2 separate regions of the Mus musculus genome follow, and region 2 is linked to region 1. A link is a contact called in public promoter capture Hi-C data. All regions are on one chromosome and are shown on one strand. Each heading gives the region's core, a stretch centred on a gene start, on an enhancer-like site or on the middle of the called end of the contact. The rest is flanking DNA. Distances are from core to core; before and after follow the strand shown.

The links. Promoter capture Hi-C pulls out the DNA fragments that hold promoters and counts their contacts.
Region 2: a promoter capture Hi-C map of pre-B cells shows a contact between it and region 1, with 4 times the contacts expected there. The contact joins the promoter of Ipo9 here to the promoter of Lrrn2 in region 1. A contact is called at or near these places in 2 of 39 promoter capture datasets (cranial neural crest and pre-B cells).

What each region holds. Positions count from the first base shown.
Region 1 is chr1:132,878,131-132,882,193 of GRCm38.p6, reverse strand. Lrrn2 (leucine rich repeat protein 2, neuronal) reads right to left here and starts at 1,839. Exons shown (of 2, transcript NM_010732.4): 1 at 1,519-1,839.
Region 2 is chr1:135,428,941-135,433,035 of GRCm38.p6, reverse strand. It overlaps Ipo9 (importin 9), which reads left to right and starts at 2,545. Exons shown (of 24, transcript NM_153774.1): 1 at 2,545-2,768. The coding sequence starts at 2,606.

The DNA.
Region 1 (4,063 bases), core at 590-3,089:
CTGCCCTAGGCCCCAGGCCCCCTAAACAGGCAGCAGGCAACATCTGAGGCAGTCCAGGGATGGAAGAAGGCCAGAGAGGCACAGACCCCGAGCTGTGCTTCTCCCTTCCGCTTCTTCACAACGTCTCCTGGCCAGGAAAGTGGGTCAAGCCACCACAAGGTAGGCAGAAGACCCATTGGCCAGGGAGCCTTCGCATTGTGCACACAGCCCTGGTCCTCCCTGCTCTTTGGAGGACTGTTCAAGGAGCCCAGCGGCCACTGACAGGAGGTTGCTCGCTTCTCCCTCAGAAAGAGAATACTGTCCAGAGTGATGGCGAGGCTCATGAAGCCTGTCAATCATTCTGGATAAGTAAGGACGGGTAGATATTTGCTCCTGGGTCCCCTAGATAATGGTGAAGACGCTGGCAAAAGGCCACTCCTGTTGTCCTGACCTGGCTGCTCTCTCCAGTGCCCTCCTGCCTCCTGGGGTCTTCAAGCAGACGGCAGCCAGTCCATCTCTGGCAACCAGCGGCAGCCAGCGCTGTGCCCAGCCCACCCTCCTCCAAGCCCTGCCAGTCGCCCAATTAGAAGCTGCGTTGGCTTCAACAGATGGGAGCTGCGGCAGCCTGAGGAACAGAGCACAAAGCCCAGCTGACATTTTCCTTCCTGTTCATTTGGTGGGGGAGGAAGGGCAGGGGCAGCCGGGAGCATTGCAACACCCTGCTAGGGCCCACCCCCGGGGTCCAGTTCTCTCCTTCAGCGGCTCAGTTCAGCTGCCTCACCCCGCCGCTCGAGGATCTTGGCTGGCTGGGCAGTCTGCGCCCGCACAACCCTGTCATGCCAGCAGGACAGACGGCCCACCTGTGGCTGGCCAGCCCAGCCTGTCCCTGGCATGATGCGGTGGCCTCAGAGCTGCTTTAAACCGCACAGCGCCCAGGCTTAGCCCGGCCGACCCCTCCCCCACCCAAAAGTCCCATCTTAGACTGCAGTCAGACCCTAGTCTCCCGCCCGGGAGGAGCCTGACTCTCGGTGCCAGATACTTTGTACAGACCCAACCAAGGCCACCCTGTCTTTTTTGCACGGCCACCACCCGAGCTCCCAGGAAGGGAAAGTCCCCTAGGCTCTAGTGCGCTTCCATCCTGCGAGTTCTCCTCTGTCACGCCCTCTCTAACCCCGGGGCCACCTCTTTGGCTCCTCTGCATCTCCAGGGCTCCCCGCTACCCAGCAACAGTTTGAGGGGTTGGGGCCTCTCCCAGTTGGTTCAGGCCCCGACCCTCTCCCCCGCAGCTCCGGTCCAGCCAGCGCAGCGGCCACCTCCTTTGCATTCTCTAGCTCTCCTTCCTTCGCCCCTCCCGGCCTTCTCCCCAAATCACCAGCTCTCCTGCAGGCATCTCGGCGACCGCCGCGGTCGCGGCCGCGCTCCCCTCCCCCATCGGGTCATCAAAGCCCGGGCCGCGGGGACAGGATCTCGGCGACCCTCAAGGCCAAGCCAGCGTCCTCGGAGTCCACAGTCCCGGCCGCCAGGGAGCCGCACACTCACCGCGCGGGCGCTGTCCTATGTCCGTCACTCGCCTCCCGGCTGGGATCGCTGCTCCACGGCGCGCTGCTACCCAGGCCCGGGAGGCTCGCCGGGCGCCTTCCCCAACCTACACTTGTCCTGGGAGTGGTCTCAACGCTGAGCCTGCGAGGGCGTCAGCAGAATGACAGTGTCCCCAATCCTGCGCGCCGCGGCTGGAGGTTGGCGGCCAGGGCCGGCGCTCCCGGAGCGCCGCGCGTCTGCGGAGCACGGAGCAGGCCCGCGGCGCCCGGCGCCCCCGCCGCGCCTCCTCCCTCCTGGCTGCTCGCGCTCGTCCTCCTCACTAGCTGCTCCGCCGCGCTCCCAACCTCCCTAGCCCACTCCGGTCGCCTCCTCCCTGTCTGCTTGCCACGCCAACCCCCTCCAGTCCCGCTGCCATTTTAACTCCTGAGTGGCCAGAAGCCCCTTCTGCCTCACTTGCACACATCCCAGAGGAAGGAGTTGGGTGGGGCCCGATGCTGTAGTTTGAGCGGTCCTTCTGCATCAAGACCCAAGGCTTATGGAAGAGAGGGAGAAGGGCATAGCGCTTGGGGGTCAGGGGAGAAATAAGTGGCATTGCTGATGCTCCCTCCCACTCTCTTGCAAAAGCCAAGAGAACAGATGGGAAATTCAGCTTGTAGGACAGGTGTGGCTCATAGGCACCGCTTAAGGCTGTGACCACATTTTTGCACGGTACTACCCTCCCCAAGTTAACGGTGGACAGGACAAAAGCCGTGGGCGAGTTTGTCCATGGGCACTGGCGGCTCTTCTGTAGCCTTTTCAGTACTGCTTCCAGTCTCCTGGCACATGGTTAGTCTCAGAGGGATTAAGGGAGGCGCTGACAGGTCTACACAGGGACTTGGCCGCAGGGTTCTACACCTGCAGGCTGGTCATCGTGAAGCCATGAAACTAGGAGGTAAAGCAGGACCCAGAAAATGGGTGCTGGGCTACTGCTTGGTGGCTCAGAAAATTGGGGTCACCAGCACACATTGGGGCTTACTTGAAGAGTAGGTCTGCTGCAGTGAAGGCTTCAGGCCCAAGTCTTTGAGAGGCCTTCAGTGTGGCCCACTAAGAATAGGTACCAGAGCTAAGCTTCATAGCACGCCACACCCAATCAGAGCCTGGAAAGTCAAGATGAGAGAAGATGGGGCTCAAGGTGTAGGGACTTCTGCAAGTCGGGGCTTCTTTAGGGGGCCATTCTTCATGACTGGCTTTAGATTAGTGTCCCTGGCCAGACACAGGGCTTCTGGGTTCTGTTTATTCTAAGAATACAACCAGCAGTGACAGCCATGCCTACAGCCTTGTCGAGTGGACTTGGAAGTTCTGTGTTCTGTATAGACAGAGTTGGCCCCTTAATCCTTCCAGTAAGCACATACTAAATACCAGCAGAACTACTCGCTGGTCTCCACCCGCCACCCCTGCTGTGGGATATAATGGCCCTCGGGAGCCGAGAAGGACGGGGTGGAAGTACTTGAAACAAATTTTAGCATTTCAAGGCAATGGAAGGTGCCATAGAAACACAGATTGAAAACGCTGTTCTGGGCTCTGGTTATTCATGGGAGGTTTTATAGAGGAGCCGAGCTTCCAGCTGAGCCCAGCTGGACCGATAGGATTTAAACTGGCAGAGAAAATGGGGACTAGCAAGGCAGGAAAGTTGAGGCAAGCAAAATAGAATAGGTTGTCTGGAAGGTGGGGGCTGGGAGTGGGGGACCAGGCAGTGGAGGAGAGCTAGAGATGAACTAAGAGACACCAAGCCTTTTCACACAGCTCTGTATCAGGCTGACATACGTCCCCATTTAACAGCCCAGCAAATGGAGGCTGGGAGCGGATGGAATTCAGGTCGTCATCCTGGCAGCACTCTTGCACGGGTAGTATGACCTCAGTTATGCAGAGTGGGAGAGCCTGAGACCAAGATCTAGAAACTCATCTGTGGCCCTGTACAGAGTGATTTAGGATGAAGAAAGGCCAGAGGCTGGGAGGGTGGCTGCCGTAAAGACAGGAAATGAAGGAGCACTGAGAAAGAAGAGCCTTTGTAAGGGAGACTGGGTTGGGCCCAAGGGAGTAGAAGAATTCTGCATGGGAGCACCAAGCTTTTGAGTCTGATCTTGCTACTTGTCAAATCAGTGGAATGACGTTCCCAGCCTCAAGACCATCAACATATGCGGATGGATGTCCAAATAAGAGGAGATGTTTGCCAACTCCTTCCCCAGCTCCAGGTCTGAGCTGGCACTCACAACCCTCTGCCTCCTATTACCCACACCACCAAGTGTGTCTTAGCCCAACTGGAGCACAAACTCTGGTGGAAGGCTGTGCCTGACCCAGGCAGCACTGAGATGAAACCAAGATGTTACTGTGGATACCCAACAACTGGTTGCTTCTGTCACTGTTGCAGTTTTTGAGACAGGGTCTCTGTAGCCCAGGCTATCTGTGTGATCCTCCTGCCTCAGCCTTCTCAGTGCTGGCATCATGAGCATATGCCACCACATCTGGTAATAACTAATTAGTGAACAAGTAATACTAGCTAATGGCT
Region 2 (4,095 bases), core at 1,296-3,795, 2.6 Mb before region 1:
AACGGGGCGGAAGATAAACTCCACACTAAGTTATCCTCTAACCTCTACAGGTGTCCCAAGGCATGGCGCGCACGCGTACACGTGTACACACACACACACACACACACACACACACACACACACACACTTTAAAAAAACGTTTTATTGATTTCTTTGTGAATTTCACATCATGTACCCCAATTCCACTCATCTTCCCATCCCTTCATATCTGCCCTCCACTCTTGCAAACCCCTCCCCCCCAATAAAATAGAATAAAACAAAAAACAAACAAACAAAAAAAAGAAAACCCCAAATATCTAGTTGTGGGAACTGTAGTATGTCATAGTGTGTCACCCAGTACACCCTTTTGTCCACATATCTTTACTTGCAAATGTTCTTTGCAGAGAGTCCTTGGTCTGTTGCGAGGGCTCTGGGTTCTGCTACACTACCACTCCTGGATCCTCATGGGGACTCCTCTCAGATCTCCTGTTGTTGGTCTGTGTCGTGGAGATCCTGCAGCTCTGGATCTGCAGGACCAGCCCCTTTACATACTCTAGCAGATCATAGATGGGGTAGATGTTGGAATAGGCAAACTCAAAGCCCTGGATCTGGGCCTGGGTAGCTGAGTTGGTCAGCCCGCCCCTGCACCCCCAGGGTAAGCTCTCCAGTAGCTCAGCAGCACAGTCAGTAAGAGGCGGCCTCAACTCTTCTCTCAGATCCGCATGGATGTCTCACCGGTGCATTCGACACTGGGGCCAGCTCTACTGTGCTGCCCAGGCAAGGTGCAGGGCCCACTCTCCTAAGGTGAGGGGCAGGGCCAGCTCTCCCACCTACTGCAGGTAGAGAGGGGTCGGGTGGGGTAAGGGCATCTCTCCCTTGCCGGCCACAATCCACAGCAGACAAGGTGCAGGGCCTTCTGTGTTCATGTCCTCAGGGCTAGCTTACCCAGTCCCTTGCCCTCAGGGTCAGCTCTACTATGTTGCCCAGGCGAGGGGCAGGGCCAGCTCAGAATAGTGCCTCAGGCAGCAGTCCTGACCAGGGACATCTGCATGGCCTTTGGTGGTAAAACAGCCTGGGATATCAACACAGACCTGGTTGCCATAGGACCTCTAACCCAGACAGGTGGACCCCCGAAGCAGTATGGATCCAGATGTCCCACGGTATCAAGTGCAGCCATTCAGATTAGCATGTCTCCCCTCCCTCTGGCAGCATGCCTCTCAGATATCCACATGGTCTCTGGTAGCAGCCCAGACCACTGACATCCACTTTGCCTTTGATGCTAATTCAGGTGCCAGACATTGACACAGACTGCAACTCCAGCTGCAGCAGGACCAGGAACCCAGACATGGCCCTTGGGGGCAGCTGGAGCCAGGACCTCAGCATGGCCTCCTCATATCCCCCTATTCTTCACTGCCTTCAAGTCCCTAGTTCCACCTTTCTCCACAGTATATGAACCCTTCAGCTTGGTTTCCTCCTCCATCTCCACCACACTCCCCATCTTTCCCATCTCCCCATCACACATTCATCCATCGTAGTGGTAGCCACGGCAGGTGCTTGGGTGTCTTTCATCCGGCCTCCCCCAACACTTTTTAAAAAATTAAGTAATGCTATATATTTGCAGGATTCACTCATAGTAGTCACACTCATAGAATCACTCTAGAGCCATGTGTGGTGGCACATACCTGCAATCTCTGCAATGGGGGAGGTGAAAACAGAAAGATCAAGATAAGGGAGTTCAAGGCCAGTGTGGGCTACAGAGCAAGTTTGAGGCTAGTCTGGGCCACATATGACCTTGTCTCAAAACAAGATAACGACAAATAGGTAGATAATATTTTTTTTAAAAAAATCATTCTAGAAAAATGCTCCTTCGCCTGTAGGTAGTCTCCCCTGGACAGCCCTTTTTGACATTGGGTTCATCTAAGCTAAAAAGCTAGAAGACTGGATTTTTCTAAAGCAACCACTCCCCACTGCCAATTTCACTTCAGTTTTTCTGCGTGTCTCCTTTTCCCTGTCCGCTCCCCAGCATCTTAGGATCTCTAAAGCTAAACTGTAAACGGAGCCAACTGAATAACTGCTGTTTTTAGTTGAGGGGAGGGGTGTTAGTTTTAAAAAGATGCTATTCTGACCCCCTTCCTTAAGGCCCGACCTCTGTCCTAACTCATCTTAAATCTGGGCCTAGAATCATGCAGGTAGAGAGCGGTGATGGGCGAGGCGAGGGAGGGCATCTACAATCCCACTACAATCCACAGCAGACAAGGTGCAGGGCCTTCTGTGCTCACGCCCTCGGGATTAGCTTTCTTGCTCCCTTGCCATCAGGGCCTTGCCATCAAAGGTTACGCGCCTTTATTCCAAGCGCGTTTTCTAACAGCGCGTGCGACTTCAGGACTACAAACCGTTATGAGAATTCTGTGTGTGCATAGACGCCCAAAGCTTTCCTGGCCCGCGAATCGCGGTTCGGTTCCGGCAGCAGAAGGCGCTGTCTCCCGAGGCTGCGCTCTATCCCCGCCCCCCGCCCGCTCCCGCGTACTTAGGTGCGCAGGCGCGGCTTCGCGGATTGGCCGTACGCGGGAGCCGTCATTCGGTGGCGGGTCCCGGCCGCGGGGCTGGCGGGCTGAGGGGAGGAAAGATGGCGGCAGCGGCGGCAGCTGGTGCGGCTTCTGGGCTGCCGGGTCCAGTGGCACAGGGATTGAAGGAGGCGTTGGTGGATACCCTCACCGGAATCCTGTCCCCGGTGCAGGAGGTGCGGGCGGCTGCAGAGGAGCAGATTAAGGTGCTGGAGGTGACAGAGGGTGAGTGAGGCGGGACCGTCACGAGGATGGTTCGGACCAGGGCCGGCCGCACAGTCCGCTGACCGTAGGGATTTGGGGATCTTGAGCCAGCGGAGAGGTGGGCGTCAGGAGTGGATTAGGAAACGTGGGGGTGGGGGTGCCGCTGGTGGCTGGGAAAGTCCTAGAAGAAGGGTGGCGCGTCTGAAAGGAAAGGGTCGGGGGAGGTGGAGCCTTAGCGGGGATGGGGTGGGGGAAGACTTGAAAAGATAGATAGATAGTGGCGGGGTTCTGCCGAGGACAGAAATGAAGTTCGACGTGGTGCTGGCGGTGTCGCGCAATCTAGATGATCTCTGAGCCCAAGACAAGGTCTTTTTGCCGTTTTCTTCACCAGCTCTGTTGTAGTGGGATCAGGGAAGGGAGCTAGAGAAGAGCCAGAAGTAAGGCCCTTAAGGAGGCGGCCACCATCGAACAAGTTTCAGCATCAGAGTTTTAAATCTGGCTGGTTGTTCAGACACATCACGTTTTCCTAGAAATCAACTCAATCCGATGCATACGACGCTTCACTTTCCGACCATGCTTCCCGTTTGTTTTTTGTTTTTTAAAGACTTAATGGCAATTATTAAATTACTGTGCATTTCTATGTACAGGAACCGATCTTCCTTTGTTTTAGATTCTTTGTTCTCATCCTCCCGTTATGTTCTTTAACGTGTTAGAGAAGAAACTATTAGCTTGACGTTTTCTTTTAATTTCCTGTTTAGTGGGCTTTCAGCGGGCCTGTTTTCACAAAGAACAGAAAAAAGGGTCAAGTCTCCTTGGTCTTTATGTAAGAAACGTACCTGATTCGGAATTCCAGATCCTCGGAATCCCCAAGCTCAAGGGAATATTTCCACTGCTCCTTAAACTTAGGCTTCCTCAGAAATATGGGAGATTGTTTCCATATTTGACCAACCACCCTCAAAGCCTTGAGTTAATACTCCTGCAGGACTTTTTATTGAAAAGAAGTGGATGTGGTGGGGGAACCTCCCTTGAATTTAGTTTTTATATCCTCTAATATGACCAACTATTGAAGGCAAGTTTCCTTCTGTTGGGACTATTGGGATTTAATAGGTTAGAGACTATTTTGAAAGGCCAGGTGTAGTTTTATAACATTACCAGACTCTTAAGAGAGGGAACCGTGAATGGAAGAAAGCTATTGGAACGAAGCACATAACTAACTTGTCCTGAGGTTTCTAGGTCAAATTCCTTGACTTTACAGTTCATGCCTCTGCCTCCCTCGGTATAAAGAAAGAACGCTGATGGGCAGAAACCTTACTAAGTTTAACTTGTTACTTGCATTTAGTTGCTGGGC